2 separate regions of the Triticum aestivum genome follow, and region 2 is linked to region 1. A link is a contact called in public Hi-C data. All regions are on one chromosome and are shown on one strand. The core of a region is the stretch at or near the end of the contact, and the rest is flanking DNA. Distances in the headings are between cores, read along the strand shown.

What was found. A called contact is a pair of places that touch in the nucleus more often than the background predicts.
Region 2: a contact with region 1 is called in a Hi-C map of leaf, with 6 times the contacts expected there. The contact joins the promoter of LOC123061750 here to the promoter of LOC123061749 in region 1. A contact is called at or near these places in 2 of 5 Hi-C or Micro-C datasets (both in leaf).

Annotation. Positions count from the first base shown.
Region 1 is chr3A:482,309,764-482,314,359 of IWGSC CS RefSeq v2.1, reverse strand. LOC123061749 (mitochondrial carrier protein CoAc1) reads left to right here and starts at 2,069. Exons shown (of 7, transcript XM_044484998.1): 1 at 2,069-2,566; 2 at 3,322-3,407; 3 at 3,499-3,706. The coding sequence starts at 2,399.
Region 2 is chr3A:482,737,584-482,742,268 of IWGSC CS RefSeq v2.1, reverse strand. LOC123061750 (protein IQ-DOMAIN 6) reads right to left here and starts at 1,688. Exons shown (of 4, transcript XM_044484999.1): 1 at 1,218-1,688; 2 at 901-1,128; 3 at 188-301; 4 at 1-69. The coding sequence starts at 1,517.

The DNA.
Region 1 (4,596 bases), core at 820-3,319:
TTTATTTTCAGATCTATTAATCCAAAAACCCAGAAATACCTTACTGCACTTTATTTTATTTTGCATTTATTCGTAATCAATTTATCTAGTCTATCATATTTTTATCCCGTCAACTCGACAATTTCTGGCACCGTAACCCGAAAGGGATTGACAAACCCTTTAGCACGTTGGGTCGTAAGTATTTGTTCATTATGTGTAGGTACTGTTTACGTAGTGTTGCGTGATTCTCCTATCGGTTCGATAACCTTGGTCTCATCACTGAGGGAAATACCTACCGTCGATGTGCTACATCATCCCTTCCTCTTTGGGGACGTAGTTCAAGCCGCAATCACCCCTCTTCCCCCCACCTATATATATGTGGGAGGGGATGCCACACAAAGCTGACGACAATCTCTTAGCCGTGTGTGGCATCCCCTCCACAGGTTCGTCCCTCGATCATATTTTCGGAGTGCTTGGGCGAAACCCTGCAGAGATAGCATCACCGCCACCGTCACCACGCCGTCGTGCTGTCGAAACTCATCCACTACTTCGCCCGTCTTGCTGGATCAAGAATGCGAGGACGTCAGCGAGCTGAACGTGTGCTGAACGCGGAGGTGCCGTACGTTCGGTACTCGATCGGTTGGATCGCGAAGAAATTCGACTACATCAACCGCGTTAATAAACGCTTCCGCCTACGGTCTACGAGAGTACGTAGACACACTCTCCCCTCTCGTTGCTATGCATCTCCATGGATACATATCCGCCCCGCGAGGGGTCTCGGAGGCAGCTTCAGAAGGTACCTTGCGTCAGGGACTTGGGGAGCTCCGGAGGGTACTTGCTGACGTGCGCCTCACGAGGCGAGGGCCTTGCTCGTGAAACTTGAAGGTGGGCCATTCTGGGCCCACGTCACGCGCCGCTTCCTGGGCCGTAGGTAGACGGGCCTGGGTACCCCCAATCCCACGGGTCCGACAGACTTCTCTCACCGGAGCACCACCATACCACCACCACAAAAACCATCACCAAGACCACCATGAGCTATCCAATCACGAGATCGAGGTTTCCCTTGCCTCCCCCAATCCTCTAGACTGAAACTACGATGGAAATCGGGCAAACAATCGACTCACAAAGAAGTATTAAATTGAGGCGCTTCGGTTATTGAGAGGAGAAAAAGACAGGAGGAAGAGAGAGGAAGAAGAGAGAAAGAGGGCCGACCCGATGGCTAAGTGGCCACCTTTCGACTAAGCCGAAGTCGATTGGGCTATCATCTAAGGCGTGGCCGACTGGTGGCCAGCTAGGCCGAGTGACGTGGTCCGGCCACTGGTCGGCTGCCGCGTGGACGAGCGGGCCCTATCGGCTGCCGCATGGACGAGGGGATCCTAGTCGGCTTAGGTTAAGCCAACTGGATTCTAATCGGCTACGCCATGGCCAACCGGATCCAGTCGGCTCAACCTAATTCGACGCTGTATTATTTTCGTAACATTTGAAAACGATGTATTATTTTTCAAAATTATTAAAAGTATTATTTGAAAATATCCGTTTTTCACTGTACAATCGGATAGAGAGAATATCATACGGGAACCAACATCCAATGAAAACTCTGTGAAAACCATGTTTGAAAGTTTTAATTTTTTTCGAAAAATATGGGATGTTAAGAGGATGGTGTTATATTGTCATGTGAAATTTTAAGTGAAAACACATTACGGATGCGAGCTACAAAAAAGATAAATTCAGCAATGAATAGTGACGTTACTGTATGACATTTTTCAATGCTGATTTCGTCTTTTTTATAACTCACATCCCGTAACATGTTTGAAACTTTTTTTTATGGGTTTCTAGCAAATGTTGGTTTCCGTATTTATATTTTCCCAATCGGATATGTTTCCACCGAACCATAGACGGATTCTCAAAAAGGAGAAGTGCAATTTGGACTCTTCGCGTGTACGACTCCTTGGACTGCACGTTTCGGAACAAGACTCGCCAGACATTTCCACGCACGGGTAGTAGGGCGCCACACGCGAACCAAAGCAGCAAACCTGCTTTCCTGGCAACCGGCGTTGATATTTAAGGTTTGGCCGCGAAGATTCTCCCGCATATTACTCATCGCCCCTTCGGCCACCGCCACCACGCCACGCCCTGCACATCCCCCCCTCCATCCTCAACATTCATTTTTATTATTATATAAATCTCCAAAAAAGGAGCCAGAGCAAACCGCAAATCGACCCCCGTGGCCGTGGGAAGCAGGTCGTCGCCTCGGTCAAATCCGGCGGCGGCGGAGGAGTCGTGGGCCGCAAGGCCGGGCTGGCCTGACCGGACCGCCGCGCAAGTGACCCGACCGGCGGGATCCTTCGGGCCGGCGCCCCAGGAGGATATTCTTCGCGCTGGGGGTGCTTGATTTGGATGAAAGGAGCGCGCCGTCGGCATGGGTACCCCCTCGCAGGGCTCGGCTGCCGTGGCGGCGGCCCGGGTCGACCTCTGCGCGCTCGACCTCATGCCCGTCTTCGCCAAGGAGATGATTGCCGGCGGGGTCGCCGGTGCTTTCTCCAAGACCGCCATCGCGCCGCTCGAGCGCCTCAAGATATTGCTACAGGTTCGTTCTGCTCCTCCGCCCACATGGATGATAGAGATTTTGTTCATGGAGTTTTCGTGGGTATGCGGCTTTAGGCATGATATGTCAACGTCAAGATTGTTGTTAGTCGAAAGGCGATTTTGAAGCCCGTGAATGTGATAACACGCTCCTTAATATTGAGAAGGACACGCCTCTCCTAAGCCTGTGATTGAATGTGACTGGACGTCCCTCGACACGAGTTCCATGTCAATGAAACTGATGCGCAAGTGTGCCTTTGTGCATCAGTTCTGTTGACATAGAACATTAGCTCTGTTTTAGTGAAACCGATTTACATGGCACGCCTGGCAGTTGCAGACTTGCAGATGTGAGGCTGTGCTATAGGCGCTTCTACATTCTGTACCATAAGCATGCCTAGGTCTATTAACGTTGTTCCATTAAGCATGAGAGATTTTGGAGGGCTGCGTTGCTGGGATATGGTCATGAGAGATTTTCTCAGCATTATGAGATCTTCTCCATGCAACTTGTGGTGCCATTTGGTAAAGAAGGCTATTGTTGATGTGACGGTTACCAAGTTCCACTTCCATAGGATTGATATAGTGTCTGTTTCCATTGGTCTTGTGTATGCAAGATGTGGCAGTAGCTACCAGCTGCTTCATTAGTTTTGCGTGCCTAATTTGCGCATGATACTATTTTGGGAGGTTTAGATGTTCTCATTCAAGTTATAAGTTTCTAAATGATTATGATTGCTAACACATTCTTACTTTCTGATTCTGCAGACTAGAACAAATGAGTTCAGGTCTCTCGGAGTTCTGAAATCCTTGAATAAACTGAGAAAACATGATGGTGTCTTGGGATTTTACAAGTATGTTGCAATTCAAGTCATTACTTGTATACTACTATTACAGAAGATGCATATAATATGTTTAGCTAACCATGTCTTGGTACTACTTCAGGGGAAATGGTGCCAGTGTGTTAAGAATTGTTCCTTATGCTGCATTACATTATATGGCGTATGAGCGATACAGGTGTTGGATCTTGGGTAACTGCCCTACACTTGGCACAGGACCTGTGGTAGATCTTTTAGCAGGCTCAGCATCAGGCGGGACTGCAGTCTTGTGCACTTATCCCTTGGACTTGGCTAGGACCAAGCTTGCATTCCAGGTATTGTACTGTGTGCTCACATTTTAGCAGGTTTTGTTGTTGTTGTATTACTGTGTACTCCTGTGCTTACATATTCATACTCAATCGTAGAGCACAATCTTAGTACTCAGTATCAAATTGGTTTGATAAGGTAATAATTAATCATACAGTCAACAAAATTGTTTGCAAAAACGATCTTGAAACTGATACCCAACAAATTGGTGAAAGGCGCTTCTATAACTTTGTCCCCTCCCCCCTCTCCTGCCTCTCCCTGGACATACTTGTACACTCACACGCGGACACACGAAATTCCATTCAACCCTTGTACTGCACAAACAGATATACACCCCTGAATATAGAGAACTGGTTCATCGAGGAACTTTGAGGTGTGATTTCGCTGACATGGATGTTGGTTTGTCACGTATGTACCTTAAGTCACCAAATTTTGCTATGATGACAACAAAATAAAAATCCTTTTTCTACATAGTGTTCTGGATATTTGTCTGATGATTAATTTTGTAAGAACTTCAGTATTTGATGAAACATCAGTTCATTATGTTGGAATGAGGAACCTTTTTTATCTGCTATAACTGACTAGGATGTTGCTGGGCTGTTAGAATGTGCTGATATAAGCTGCACGCACGACAAAACCACATCCATATTTTAGCAAATCTGGCATCCTAAACCGCCACCAGGCTGTATTTTGGCATACTCCATCCATCCTTGAAAAGGCTTAATAATTTTGTTTGGAGTCAAACGTGCAAAGTTTGACCAAGTTCAAACTTTGCACCGTTTGCCTTAAGACAAAATTTATAAGCCTTCTCCTGAAGCATTGAGGCAGTACTTTTGTAGGTTCAGGAGGTCAACACCTGATTATGTTGCTCAGGGGATTACCTAAGCATTTTTGTAAA
Region 2 (4,685 bases), core at 439-2,938, 430 kb before region 1:
CCTGTTAGTCCCATGATTCTTAAGAGAAACAGCAGGAGAGCTAGGTCTTCCATTGTGGTTTGGGTTCCGCTGCAAAAAGAAACACGACATCATGTCAAACAGGATGAAGAATTTTTTTTTTCTAAAAAAAATGTCAAACAGGATGAAGAACTTGTTTATGTGCCCAGAATATTTGAGCAGGATGTACCTGGTGAGAAAGAGCATACGCAATTGCCCTTTCTCTCTTGATTGCGCCCTCACGTCTCATGTGTATCTTTGATCTGACATCATCAACAGTTCCTTGGCTATCACACCATCCTGTCTGCAATGTGAACAATGCCAGCCAAACATGGAAACATCAGCAGGATCATCCAATACTCTCTTATCATTTGCAGCAGCATCATATGACTATTAAGAATAGGATTGTGGAGGACTATATGCTAATTGTGCTAGTAGGTAATACACTGAAACAACACAAGTCGGCAAGCCTGACATGGCAAGAACAACTTTCAAAGATGCATTATTGGTAGCATCTCCCAAGGAAGGCACACCAAACAATGCCACTGCCCAGTGCGCACTATAATGACTCACTCGGACGATCATGGTCAACAGAAAACATTATCTCAAATCATTGCTTAAAATAAAGGGAGATAAATGTCCATATGGTCATATCAATCTTTCATCATGAAGAGGGCAATCCTACCGCAACCGCAGCAAGTCTCTGTCTAGTGAAAGTAACACATCACATTCGTTTCAGAAGAACAGAAAGTAGCACATCACATCAACTGATTAAGTATACAATACCTAATTTTACTTTCTGACAGTATGGTATCTATTTGCACAAGCAGACCAAGCACAGTGCATATATAAATATCATACTACGGAGTACAACATAATTAATCCTTGAACCAAAGTATATACCTCTGCTTCCTTGACGGGATCCGCGTGGCTGCTGTGGTCGTCGAGCGTATCCTGCGAGTCTCGGCCGTCAGCCGACAGCCGCGTGCGCCGGTCCCTCGCACGCGCCTGCACCCTGACGAGCGCCTGCATGCACTTGACCGTGACGGCCAGCTGCTTGCGCACGCGGCGGCCGCGCACCAGCGCCTGCAGCCGCACGATGCCCCGCAGCGCCCTCAGCGCCCTCCTGGCCTGCACGAGCACCCAAGGGAAACGCGACGCTGAAGAAGCTGAAACTTTGCCGCCGGAATCGGATCGAGGGCGCGACGCGAGCGACCTACCAGGAAGCCGCGGAAGGCGGTCTGGATGCGGACGGCCGCCCACTCCTGCCTGATGACGCGGAAGTCCCTGGGCGGCGCGCGCACCACGGCCGCGACGACGGAGCTGAGCGCGTCGGCGGCGGCGGAGGACGTCTCGGAGACCTCCGAGGCGGCCGCCGACGCGGCGCCCCTCTGCCCGCCCGACGAGCTCCGCCAGAGGCGGCTCCACTTCCGGCCCTTCCCCCCGGCGTGCCTCTCCTTCTCCGCCGCCGCCGTCTTGAGCCCGACCAGCGTCTTGATCCACTTCCCCGACGCGCCCATCGATCGATCCACGCTCCGCAGAGGCAATGGTCTCTCGCGTTATCTCTGGAAGTGAGAAGAGCGGGCGCTAGTCCGTGAATGGGGAACGGCCAAACGGGAGGATTTGACTTGTTGGGCGACGTGCGCTTAATTCGGAAACGGTTTACGAGGCTGTGCAGCGCGGGGCAGGGAGAGCCGTTCGGGGCGGTTCAAATTTTGAAATGGGGGATGAGCCCGGAGCCGGGAAAGCGGGCCGGGGTGAAACGGGGCCCGCGATGTCGGGCCCACTCGTGGCCGTCTCGGACGCTGGCGCGTGGTCCCTCGCTGCGGAGCGACAAAGAGGCGCGGCATTCGCGGCGGACGCCGTCACGCGGACGCTTTCTGCAGCGGCCGTGTCTGGGGCTTCGCGAAAGAAGGAAGGCTCGGGCGAGGGACGACGGGCCGGGGACGCTGCCGTGTGGGCCAGAGCGTCAGCCTTGGCCGGAGGTGCGTGTCGGGACCCGGACCGTTGGAGGAACGCCCGGGCTTGTGAGTTTGAACTCGTGGCTGCTTTCGCCTTCGCGATGACGAGGCGCGGCCCGCGTACGGAACTCGAAATCGTGTGTAGAAGCTTCAGAAAGAAAATGAATCGTGTCTTGAAATTTTATTTTGGTATAAACTTTTCTCTTTTCTCTTTGAGTTGGAGTACAGTAGTACAAAAAATACAACTTTTATTTCCTTGGTTTTTTTGGAGGAGTATACAATTGATGAAGCGCATTGAAGCCTGTGACCACGAGTAACAAGTGGGAACACCCCGTGCTACTCTTTTTTTTTTTAGAATCATCATCAACCTTTATTAATCATCCTACACCTGGGATTTCATCGGATAATACATGCAGAATACAGTCAGGCGGATTGCTCGGCCAAAAACTACATAGTTCCTTACTAACTCCTTCTCTAACTAACAAGTGAGCTTCTTGGGGTGTGTTTGGTTCGAGAACGAAGTGGAACGGAATGTAATGGTTCCATTCCACCAGAACGGGTTGGTTCCGTCTTTATGTTTGGTAGGAGCAATTGTGAGGAATGGAACGATTACGTTTTGGTGTTTGGTTTGAGATATGAAATGGAATAGAATTGTTCATCTCATTAAACTGATTCAGAGAACGGTGCATTAGACGTTGCGGTGCAGAACAAATCAAGAGTTCAGGTAGCCACAACTCATGGTTCTGCCAACATCACAGGATTGGAAAAATCAATGGACGGCGAATGTGACGAGTGATAATCAGAGGTTGCATTGTAATAATACTGGAACTGTTGTTAGTCGCTGCTGCCTACTGTTGTTTGCTGCGCAGCTGAGTCGTTGCCTAGTGCATGTATAATGTATGCCGCCTGTCGCTGCCCAGCCGGCCACCGGCCCCGCACGCCGCTGCCGCACCAAGAGAGATGAGGGAAACCAGAACCAGAAGAACGACGTGCGCGAGCTCGCGGCGACCGAAGATGGGCACTTCAGGTGCGCTCGACCGGCTGAAGAAGACGACTGAGAGGGCTGCCTGGTCTCCCTGCTCGGCTGAAGAAAACGAGTGAGAGGGCCGCGAGCGCGACGGCAAGAAGCACCAACACGAGGAGGTGGCGATCCACGCCGCGTGCGGTGGGCTGCTAGTGGCGGCGCGCGCAAGATTGGGGAGGGAGTGGCGGCGCCGGAGAGGGCGAGACGCGAGAGTGGCCGACGGCGTCGCAGATCAGACGGGGAGAGAGACGAGGGGTGGCGGCTGGCGGTGCACCGAGGCGGAGAGAGACGAGGGAGAGGATCAGAGTCGGGGCAGAGAGGCGTTCCGCGTGGTCCGCTCGTTTTCGAGGAACGGCCCGGTTCGGGATAATGGGCGAATATGCCGTTCCTGGGAACTGGTGGGTTCCGGTTTCTATGACGAGCCAAACGCGAGAATGGTTTTTCTGGATGGGTCCGACCTATTACGTTCCATCCCATAACAGAGAGCAAACACACCCTTGGTTCCCTTACCTTTTAACCCAGGAAGCTTTAAAACCTTCAAGAGTCCTTCCCAGCATCTTGATTTCTTCAACGATCGGGCCAGCCACACTTAAGAGCATGCTTGGATACGTTTTAGTCCCATGACTAAAAGTAGTGCGACTAAAATTTGCTAGTCTCACCCATGCTTGGATCCAAATACTAAAGAGACTAAAATCTAGTTATTGAGCATTTATTATCCTCCAAACCCTCCAATCCAGAACTAAGGAGAGGAATTAAATGAGGAGAGAGAGAGCTAATACATATTTTAGTAGGTTTCCCATGACTAAAAGATTTTAGCCTTAAGACTAGTTCTAGCCTCTCTAAAAGAGACTATTTTTAGTCAGACTAAAAATAGTCCCTTGTATCCAAGCACCCTCTAAGTTTTTTGCTTGGTCATTCAACATGGCCGCCACTCCCTTGCTGTCGACTTCAACGTGCACCCTGGTAGCTCCAGCATGGATCGCCAGCTGCAACGCCTTGCGGCAAGCAAGTATCTCGGCCATCTCGGGATCAGACACATCCCGGAATACATAGCAGGCGCCCCCTCTAAACGCTCCAACATGGTCTCGAAGGACCACTCCTCCACCTCCACGATCCCGCAGCTTAGACAAAGCTCCGTCTAAGTTTGCCTTGAGCCACCCTTGCTCCGGCGGACTCCATCTTACAGCCGGTGCTGCAGAGGAGCACCTTGGTTGCTTTGCATGAATGGCGGTCCATTCTATCATATGCTGATGAACATTCTCTTCAACCACCCTGGGATCCGCAATCTTTTTTCCATCCCTCGCTTCGTTCCTTGCGAGCCAAAGACCATACGCAGCCTGAACCATTAACTCCCGCTCCTGGTCGCCGGCATCAGCAAACCATCCCAGCAGCCATGAGGCAAGTTCTCCATGGGGTCCATCAGACACCGGCGGGATCGCCACCGGAACCCCTTTCTCCGAACTTAACACCTTCCAGAACATGGCTGAATGCGGACACGCCCAGAAGCAATGCAGGACTGTTTCTTCTCTGCCGCAAATCGTGCAAAAGATCCCTGGTTTGATTTTCCTCATGTGTAACTCGGCACCAACGGCCAATCCATTTTTTATAAGGCGCCACATGTGAATCTTTGCCTTCCCAGGAGCGTTGGTGTTCCAAAGCGCAAGCCAACTTTTGTGTCTATCCACCGATGTCGAGGACTCCGG